Linked DNA regions of Mus musculus: region 1 is linked to region 2. A link is a contact called in public promoter capture Hi-C data. All regions are on one chromosome and are shown on one strand. The core of a region is the stretch at or near the end of the contact, and the rest is flanking DNA. Distances in the headings are between cores, read along the strand shown.

The links. Capture Hi-C pulls out chosen DNA fragments and counts their contacts.
Region 1: a promoter capture Hi-C map of pancreatic islet shows a contact between it and region 2. The contact joins the promoter of Tmem8b here to the promoter of Tesk1 in region 2. A contact is called at or near these places in 10 of 39 promoter capture datasets (the 3T3-L1 cell line, 3T3-L1-derived adipocytes, the HPC-7 cell line and 5 more), 2 of 15 datasets of contacts at CTCF or cohesin (large pre-B cells and pro-B cells), 58 of 484 Hi-C or Micro-C datasets (B cells, the Ba/F3 cell line, the C2C12 cell line and 38 more), 21 of 115 datasets of contacts at active chromatin or transcription factors (the 230-238 cell line, the SCID.adh cell line, T-cell acute lymphoblastic leukemia and 12 more) and 4 of 9 other capture datasets (adipose tissue, embryonic stem cells, liver and 1 more).

Annotation. Positions count from the first base shown.
Region 1 is chr4:43,666,493-43,671,288 of GRCm38.p6, reverse strand. Tmem8b (transmembrane protein 8B) reads right to left here and starts at 1,982. Exons shown (of 13, transcript NM_001368840.1): 1 at 1,255-1,982. The coding sequence starts at 1,783. It overlaps Fam221b (family with sequence similarity 221, member B), which reads left to right and starts at 2,430. Exons shown (of 7, transcript NM_175517.3): 1 at 2,430-2,695; 2 at 4,680-4,796. The coding sequence starts at 4,680.
Region 2 is chr4:43,440,362-43,445,015 of GRCm38.p6, reverse strand. Tesk1 (testis specific protein kinase 1) reads right to left here and starts at 2,739. Exons shown (of 10, transcript NM_011571.3): 1 at 1,378-2,739; 2 at 1,112-1,233; 3 at 937-985; 4 at 297-443. The coding sequence starts at 1,581.

The sequences.
Region 1 (4,796 bases), core at 733-3,232, 230 kb before region 2:
CCCTCACACAATAATATATGCACTCCAAAGACATTATCAGCTCACGTATATTCAGATCAAATGCAGCTCACCAACATGCAAGAGTGAATGCATGGCACACATGCACCATTCCCAGGTCCCTGTTATACACACAAGTACACAGTCCCCACACGTCTCTGCAGGCCTACGACCCTCAGATGGCACTGATCTCAGGCTGTACACTGAGCAGACCCACTGAGATCATTGAAAACCCCTGCCACCCACAGCTGCAGCTAGCTGTTATTGCCAAAGACAGTTGGGACAATCTCTCGATACAGAGCCACTCAGCAAAGGTGGCTTGGGGCTAAGACCTTGAACACTAGCCATTTCCTGATGGGACCACCTCTGCCCCTTAAGCTAGGCCCCTCTCTGCTTCTCTCATTCTGACCATTAAGAGGCTGGGCGGCTCTACTAACCAGCCAAGGGGCTTCCTGAACTAGATACAAGTGAGAAACAGTTTATGAAAGAGATTATGCCTTGGGTCAATGGAGGAATACTTCAATCGGGTATTGTAGTCAGAGGAAGAGGGGAGGGAGACAACCACTATGTCACGGGAATTAGGAAACCTTTTTTTCTAGCTCCACTATTGCCATCTATGTAGAACACAACTTTGAACTGCTCCCTGCCTGAGCCTCAGTTTCCTCATCTGCAGAATTGTGCTGAGGTTCAGTCATGCTTTAAACGTATCAAAAACTATCCTTAGCCCAGCTATGATTGCTTAGGGAAAGACCCAGCACAAGAAGAAAGAGTAAATAACCCATGTCCATCTATATAATGCAACATATTGTCTTCAAAACTGCTTTTCAGCCCTTTTTTCTTTTAATGCGTGTTTGTTATCTCAAAGTTTTAGGCTACAGTGTCTCCATATCTCAGGTTACAATAAAAGCTTTTACTATGTCCTCTCCATAAAACTTTGGAAACAAAAGGAGCAAAGTCCCCAAGACTTCCCAGGGTAAGCCAGACTCAAGGAGTCAGGATGGACACCGGGAAAGGAGATCTCCATCTCTTGAGGACTATTAGCAACCTGCTGAACTACCTGAGAGTCCCTGCCTCACCACTCTTAAAGGCTGCAAATCCATCTCTTGTGTAAGCCCCCTTCTTGCTCTTCCCCTCCAACACACACACATTTCTTCCCCCAGTGACCGAGCTCACCAAGTCCCACCTCTCCCGACTCTTTCCAAGCTATCCCTCCCTGGAACCCCATCCGGTCTCAATCCTTTCCGCTTCTCCACTCACCAGCCCCTGGACCAAGGACAGAAAACAGCAACAGCAGCAATAGGGCTGGTGGCAGCTGGAGCCCAGACCTGAGTCGAGGCTGGGAGAGGGGTAGAGTATGAGAGAGGCGGGGACCCAGTGGAAGAGACTTGGGCAAACATAGAGATGGGGGCAAAGACTGGGCTTTTTTTGGGTGGCGCTGAACTGAGCACCGGGGCTCAAACAAGGGCAGAAGGTGTGATGGAAGGAGTGGGTGTGATGGAGATTGAAGCAAGGGCTGTGGCTGGGCCAGGGGCTTAAGCAAACGCGGGGAATGGGACAGGGTCAGATGCTGGGCTGGGAATTGTGACAAGGGGTGGAACAAGGGCCGAGGCGGAGATAGCGGCCAGGCTGGGGGCAGGGACCGGGGTTGAAGCGGGGACCTGGACCTGGACATTCGCTGGGACACCGGCCGGGGCCTGGACAGGTTTGGGAAGCGGGGCGAGGGCGTGGCCGGAGGCCAAGGCTGAAATTGGGATAGGATGAGGGGCCGGGACAAGGGCTGGGCCATGGCCCGGGGCGGGGGCGGGGCCGGCCAGGCCAGCACGGGACGCTCGTAGAGCTGACCCGCGGCTCCGCTCCCCACCCCCGGGGGGTGGCCTCTGGCGTCCTCGCGGGCTCGGGGCTGGGGCCGGGGCCGGGGCCGGGGCCGGGACCTGGGGAGGAGTTCAGGCCTGGGCGACTCCGGGCTGCGCTGAACCGGCGTTAACCAGGCCCCGCGGCGGCCGCGGCGTGACGCTCGCCTGACGCTCCGCCCCGCGCCCCATGCGATTGGCCGCTCTCAGCAAAGCCCGCCCCTACCCAATTCTATTGGCCTCTAACTGAAGCCTGCTGCGCTGCCTACCTTAGAGCCTCTGTCTCAAGCCTCACCGCCCGGCCCTGGGTCACCTCTCAGGTCCACATCTCCCAGTGAACGCGGCTCACATACTGTACAGAAACCTTCCAGAAATTCACAAAACCAGGCTCCTCTCGGGCCGTGTTCCTCCCATTCCTAGGTCTGCACAGCCTACAGAGAGACTCACTCAACTCTGATCCCAACTAGATCCAAAGCAGCCCTCTCAGGAAACCTCACCCACGCCCGGAGATGACGAGAAGACTTCTGTTGCCCTGGAGACTACTTGGCATTTCTGTTGCCCTGGGGATCGAAGCCTGTCCTGGGTTCTAGAGCGCATCCTTCATTGGCCCTGGACCTCTCTTCTTCCTTCCCTTTACTGCCTTTATCAACTGGGGCCAGAGTCCCTTTGCTAAGGTCTGCAGGTGCCTACGCCTTCCCAAACAAACTTAACAAGGCCTCTCAGTTAGCACCTACAGCCTGGCTCATCAACAGCAAAACCATTCCGTAGGTCAGAATCAATACTTCCCCCTCCAACCCAGGTAAAGATCCTGACCTAAGGACTTGGGATCACCAAGCCCAAGCAGAGAGGTAGGTAGTTTTTCAAACAGCCCTCCACCCCAGCCCTTTACCCTGCCACTTTTCCTAATACCATCTGTCCTTCCCCGCTCGTCCTCTACTTTTTGTCCGCGTTCTCACCCACTTTCTCGTCATCCTCCCTCTGCCCCTTTGCTAGTTTGCCCTGTAGAAAGACCCCAGGGAAAGTAATTACTTTTTTAAAAAACAAACCTTTAATTTTATTTTATGTGTATGGGTGTGTTTGCCTGCGTGTATATTTGTACACCACATGAGTACAGTGTCTGTGGAGGCTGGAAGAGAGGGTCAGAGCCCTTGGGACTAGAATTACGGGCGGTCGTGAGCAGCCATGTTGAGAATTAAACCCAGGTCTTCTGCTGAGAGATCGCTCTAATGAGCTTAAGATGCAATATCTCAAGGTAGCTAATACTGTCTCTGAGACACGGGACACACTACAGATCAGAGAAACACGTGAATCCTTAAGTAGCTCTTACAAATGATGATAGACTTGTACAGATGACAGGGTCTGTGTTGGAAGCCCGAGTGGTGGCACTGGCCTGTAATTTCAGTACCTGGGAAGTAGAGGCAGGAGAATTATTGCCAGTTTAAAGCCAGCTTGGTCCAAATTCTAGGCCAGCCAGGCCTATAGTGAGACCCTGTCTCAAAATACCAAGGGTTTTTGGGTGTAGCTCCATGATAGAGCACTTGCCAGCATATAAAAGCCTCCAGTTCATTCCTTAGCACCTGAAAGGGTCTGAGGTGGTGACAACAGACCTTGCCAGTCAGGGCCAAGAAACTTGGATGTCATCCATTAGGCTGGTTCAGAAGGTTGTGTGTGTTCAAAAGGTCTTGCTGGAGGAGGAAAGAGCTTCCCTCCTGGATCTTTCTAGGGTGAATCTAGCACCCTCCCTCTTCACAGCATCCTGGAGACAAGCCATCCATTCTGCTCCTGTGTGCTGCATTGCCTCTCAAGCTCATCTGGTCCCAGATGCATACATGGTGCCTGAGTAAAGTGTTAGTTTGGGATGTTTATAAAATATGTCCTAAGTGTAAGGTTGAGTGGGTGGATATGCAGAGGTGGTAGTGGAGAGCCAATGGTACTGTACCGCCAGGCAGAAGATAATGAGGACATGAACAAATTGAAGGGAGCAGTGAGAAAGAGATACAATTGGGGCGTGTTTGGAAGATTAAGAGTGGTGCTAGTTGCAGATGGCACTACAGAAGACTAGGGTAAGACATGTATTTCCAGGTTTGAAGGGAGTGGGACTTCCCTGGGAAAGACCAGGCATGCGCACCTAAAGCACAAGGGAATAACGAGATCTGAGTTAGAGATGCAGATTTAGAAGCCAGAGGTAGCCAGGCACGGTGATGCACCTTTATAATGTCATCCTCACAAGGCCGAGGCAGGAGTCCTATAAGGCGTTCAGAAAGAGCCTGGGCTACAAGGCCTTCAAAAGAAAAAGAGGGGAGCACAAGTGGACACAGCATGTAGCTGGAAGTAGTTGAAGCCTTGCACATAAATGAGATTAAGGAAGGAGGCTGGTATCCCTGGACAACAGCTGTGTGTTCTGTGGCATTCTCCTGGGCTCTTCGAAGCCAACCCCACTCGGGCACTCCAGAGCTACAATTCCAGGATCTTAAGACATGCCCCACACCCTGCACTTGGACTGGCAAAGTAGCTGTGTTGGGGCTCCCTCCTGGGCCATGGTCCTCTGCTACCATCTACTGATGAGATTCTGACTGCTTCTTCTGTTGCTTCATCTTTAAATTCTAGCTCCTTGCCACCCTACAATAGTACTGTGGGGAGGGGGAGTATACATGAGAGACCCTCCTGGCACTGCACCCTGAAATTCAGACTTCTTTCTTACTTGTAATGTCTTAGGTGCAGTACTAATTTTTTTTTCCTTATCTGTACCATCTGTGAACCCTGGGGCTCTGCCCCGACTTATAGACCCTCCAGCCTCAGCCTAATGGAGCCTGTACCTTATTCTGCCACTAGATGGAAGCAAATAAGACCACAGAAGGCCCTCAGGACACTCAGGATGCAAAGGAACAGCCTTCTTTAGAGGACACCAACGCTGAAGACTTGTACGAGGCCACTACCCATGAAACTCCC
Region 2 (4,654 bases), core at 1,490-3,989:
ACATACTCGTCCCCTGCTCTGGTCTTCCAGTATATACCCCAAAGCCCTGTGTCACTACAGCACTAAGCACTACTCCAACCTTCCCTCCCAGTTCTCCAATGCACCTCATTATCACCACCTCACTCAGTACTCAATTCCCCAGCCCTCTTGCTGTCCCCATTCTTTAATAGTTTCCAACACCTTGGCACCCCGACATCCTAACGTATCTACTACCTACATGTCAATATCCACAGGCCAATTACAACTTAACAGTCACAAACCCTCTTTAATCGTTCCACCCGTCTTGGCCAGCCTACCTTGGATGTGAGGTCTCGGTGAAACACACCTTTGGCGTGTAGGTACCGTAGGCCTTGTGCAATGTCCAGGGCTAGGTGGAGCCTGACTGGCCAGGAGAGGGGTTCTGGGGAGCTGAGCAGCTGTTCCAGGGTGCCCCCATTCATATACTGGGACATGGGGAAAGACAAGGTGTGTGAATGTCGGTGCTCTGTGCCTGCCACTCCTAAGACAGTTGACACTCAGGAGGCTCACAAAGGTCAAAAGGGTTGGTGGGTCTGTGCTCTAAGGTTCCCATTTATATACTAGGCTACCCTGTCTCTCACAGTAGGACTATGTACAGCTATGTTATCCAATACATTTAAATATAATCAGACATTCTTTTGTTACACCAGCTCTTGTTTTAGTCTATTCCACGTGTAGCTAGTGGCTCCTGTATTGGACCCAGATACAAAATATCTCCATCACTAACTCCAGCTGAGTATTCTAATAAGTGGTTTGCACACAGGGAAGTTCAGGAAGCCTTTAGTTGGAGGAGGTCCTGAGGTCCTGGGCAGGCAGGTGGCTTCTTTTTAATTTCCCAGCAGACCCACCAAGATCACTGACACTCTCACTTGGGGGTGTGGTGCCTTCCCTCTTTCCTGGCCTATGCTTAATGCTTACCTCTGTAAGCGCGTGCAGCTGCCCTTGGTGCACACAGACCCCCATGAACCTGAAAGGTGATGGGGAGGATAAAGGATACGCTGTAAGAGCCCGGGCTCCACTGCATCTCCCTCCTTTCCCAAGGGACTTTTCCTCCTGCCCAGCAAGCTGTCCAGCAAGAGGCTAGGCCGTTCACCTGAGGATGTTAGGGTGCCGGAGCCGGTTCATCAGCTGCACCTCCCTTAGCGTGTTGCTCCGGTTACTGGGGAGCTTGTTCATCTTCAGCACCATGACTTGTCCCGACTGTCGGTGCCGAACCTGGGGGAGGCAAGGCTCCGTGTGTGCCCGACAGGTTGGGTGGCTGCTAGCTCAAGGATCTCTAACCCAGGCTGCGGGGCCTCTAAGTTCTAGCCTCCCGTCCAAGGCTCGGTCCCGCCCCTCTGTCCTCTCTGCGGGTCCTACCTTGTAGACCTCAGAGAAGAAACCGGCCCCGATCTTCTCTGCGCAGTCGAAATCGTCCACACGCGCAAGGCTGGACACGGCGCTGCGGAGGGCCCGGTAGGAGGAGGGCCGGCCCCGGCCCGGGCCTCCGCCTGCGCCCCCCGGCCCCTCCCCCGGAGCCTCTCCGGGCCCGGGGCCCCGCAGCGGCGGCCGTTCCCCGGCCATGGCCGGGCCCCCAGCCCCGGCCTGCTTCACATGGCCGGATCCCCGGGACCCGGGCAGGCCGCGCTCGCCATGGGCGCCGGCCCAACCCGATCCCGGGGGCCGGGACTCCCGCCCGGTGGACTCCTGGAGGACCTGCCGAAGGTCCTGGGCCCGCCCCCGCCGCGCCGGCGAGTTGGGCCCGGTGGAACGCCGCGGCTCTCCGCTCTGCGCGGGGCCTGGGCCTGGGCCTGGGCCGGGCGGCGGCGGCGCTCCCGGGCGCCGGCGGCGGGCTCCCCGCGGGCGGCTGCTGCTCCGCTTCGCCGCCGGGCTCAGGCTGTGCGGCCTGCCCGGGGCGGGGCCCGGCCCGGTCTGCGGTTAACTCCTTGGAGCCCGGGCTGCGGCCCGGCCACGCCCCCTCAGGTGCGTCCCCCGCGCGTAGGCCGGGGCGTGAATCACAGGACGACTTGAGGGTTGACTGCTGGCGCTAATTCTCCTGCGCCCTGGGCTCCACGGATCGACCACGCTGCCTGCCCGGTCTGCGTCCGACTCCGACTGTCCATTTCAGGGGGGTTTCTGACCCCGACACTCTAAATCTCGGGGCTCGCTAACACCTGTCTTCTCCGATCGCAGTATCCAGGGCTGTAGGGAGCCTCTGGCCTTCGCATCCCTGACCTGCTCGACTCCTTCTCACTCCATCTCCATCCCCCTAAGTAAAGTTGAGATTCCGACGCTCGATCCGGTGACCACCCTCTTACTTCTTTGTCCTAATAACCCTCTCTTCGGAGACGCCTGCACCTGCAAGGAGGCCCCGCCCTCGGCAGGATCCCGCCCCCTCAAAGGCCGCTGCCCCTCGGAGCCCGCTCTCCTTCGGGGGACCTTTCCTACGGATGACACTGCTACATCCGTGTGTTCCCCGAGCCCCTCAGTGCTGCACCCCCTCCTCTTTGTGTTCCTCTCACTAAAAGAGACCTGGCAGAGTGACTCGGCTAGTCATTGTGACCCCTCCTCTCAAGGTGACTCCTCCCCTCGCTAGCGCCCAGCGGTGTGACCCCTTTCGGCAGGTTGCGCCCCACGTCGGTAGACGCCAGTGTGCCCCCTCAGTCCAGAGGAGGAGGTGCAGAGGCCTCTACAGCGGTTGGGATCCTCGGAGTGCGCACGCCCGGTCTCGGGACGTGGCTTTCGCTGTTGCCGATGTTTCCGGCTCTGCCACGGACTCCTCCCCTCAAGGTCATCGGGAAGGTAGCCAATCGTCGCTAGGGTTGCGTGACGTCACTGGATCCCGGCAGAGGTCTCCTGGCATCCGTGAGCGTCCTGCCACCTCGCGGCGGAATGGAGTGAGGGCAGGCTGAATGTGCAAGGCCGTCTTGAGAGTGCACCGTATAAGGGAATCGTTCAGGTTTGGAGAGAGAACAGTCATGCACAGTTGTTCTAGAAAAGGAGAGTAGGCCAATGCGTGTTCTTTTCCCCCACTGGTAACAGCAAAACATACTCATCGCATTAAATTAGAGTTAATTCTGAGAACCTATTTGTAATCTTTTGTGTAGAGATTGAAACGGTCTTGCCCTGTAGCCCATGCTGGCTTTGGATTCATACCACACCATACCACTTTGTGCTGGGATTACAAACATATGCTACCCCTCCTGGCAGGATTTTATTTTCCATAGTTTGTGCAAGGTCTGAAGACACTCGGAATTTGTACCTGTAGGATACCCTCACTGTAGTAAGCTTAACTGACACTGGATTCTGTCCCATTAGTCATTTTGAGGATCAATGTCTGTGACAGTAGTTTCATGCTGAATTGTGTGTGTGTGTTTAGGAAGGGCGCTGTGGTGGTTATGGTGAGAGGGAGTGTTTAGGAAGAAGGCCGTGTGGTGGTTCCCTCTGCTGGGGATGCAAGACTGAGCTAGGATACACTAGTAAAAAGGAGGGAATGTTGATGTGCCTGAGAAGCTCTGTGTGTGTGTGTGTGTGTGTGTGTGTGTGTGTGTGTGTGTGTGTGTGTTGGGGGAGTGCAGCAGCCAGGTTCATCGTTAGGTTTCTATCAAGGTTTAAAACTGGTATCACCAGTTTTTAAAAGTTCAGGTGGAAAAGCTGTTGAGTGTAGGAGGTAGATTATCATCAGCCAGCAATAATGATGGTCACAGGGACGATATACTGTCACTCAGGGAGCACGCATGTGCACACTCCCTTCTTTCTCTAGTAAATATACCTGCTTTCAGATACCCTCTGGGCCTGTGACTATCCTGGGAGTAACTCATGGCCACGTGTTTTGTCCACATGTCTGTCCCTGCACCCAGTTATTTGCTGCATAGCTATGGCATTATTTTACCACTGATTAGAAAAAGGAATCTTCATTAAATCGTGGTGTCATTGTTGTGTAGTGGGTTGGTCTGTTGTGGCTCTGTATTCAAATGCTAAAAACTGTATCCCATGACCTGGCTGCTCCAAGACAAGCAGGTCCTCAACTATACCAGCTCTTGTTGTATATTCATGATTGGTTAGTAAAGATGCCTACAGCCTATAGCTGGGCAGAAGAGGTAGGTGGGGCTGAAGGTTCCCGGGCTTGTGTTCAGGCACAGAAGAGAGGAGAGAAGGAAGGGAGGGTGGAGAAGTCGCCATGGGGTGGTGTGGATTGTGAGCACCTGGCCACCAGGGCTGGCCTGTTGGAGTGGGAGTGGCCTAGGTGGAATGTGTGTGGCAAGTGATGTCTTGGGGTTATTGACAAGAAAGCAGACAAAAATAGCCCAGAGGGTTGACATCTGCCCAACTCTAGTGCTGTTAAGGTTTATTATAAAGGTTTGTGTCTTTTAGTTGGGAGGCAAATGATCTAAGGTGGAGTAGAAACCCCCACATAATATCTACCACAACATTGTTGTGCCTTTAAAAACTCATAAAAGACTTGACGACTTGAGCTTGAAGCCTGAGATGCAGGCAAAGGGGGAAGGAGAGCAGCAACTCCACAGACTTACCTCTGACCTCCACATACATGTCCTGACGTGTGTGTCTGCTCACATCTCAACTCCACAGACTTACCTCTGACCTCCACATACGTGTCCTGACGTGTGTGTCCGCTCACATCTCAACTCCACAGACT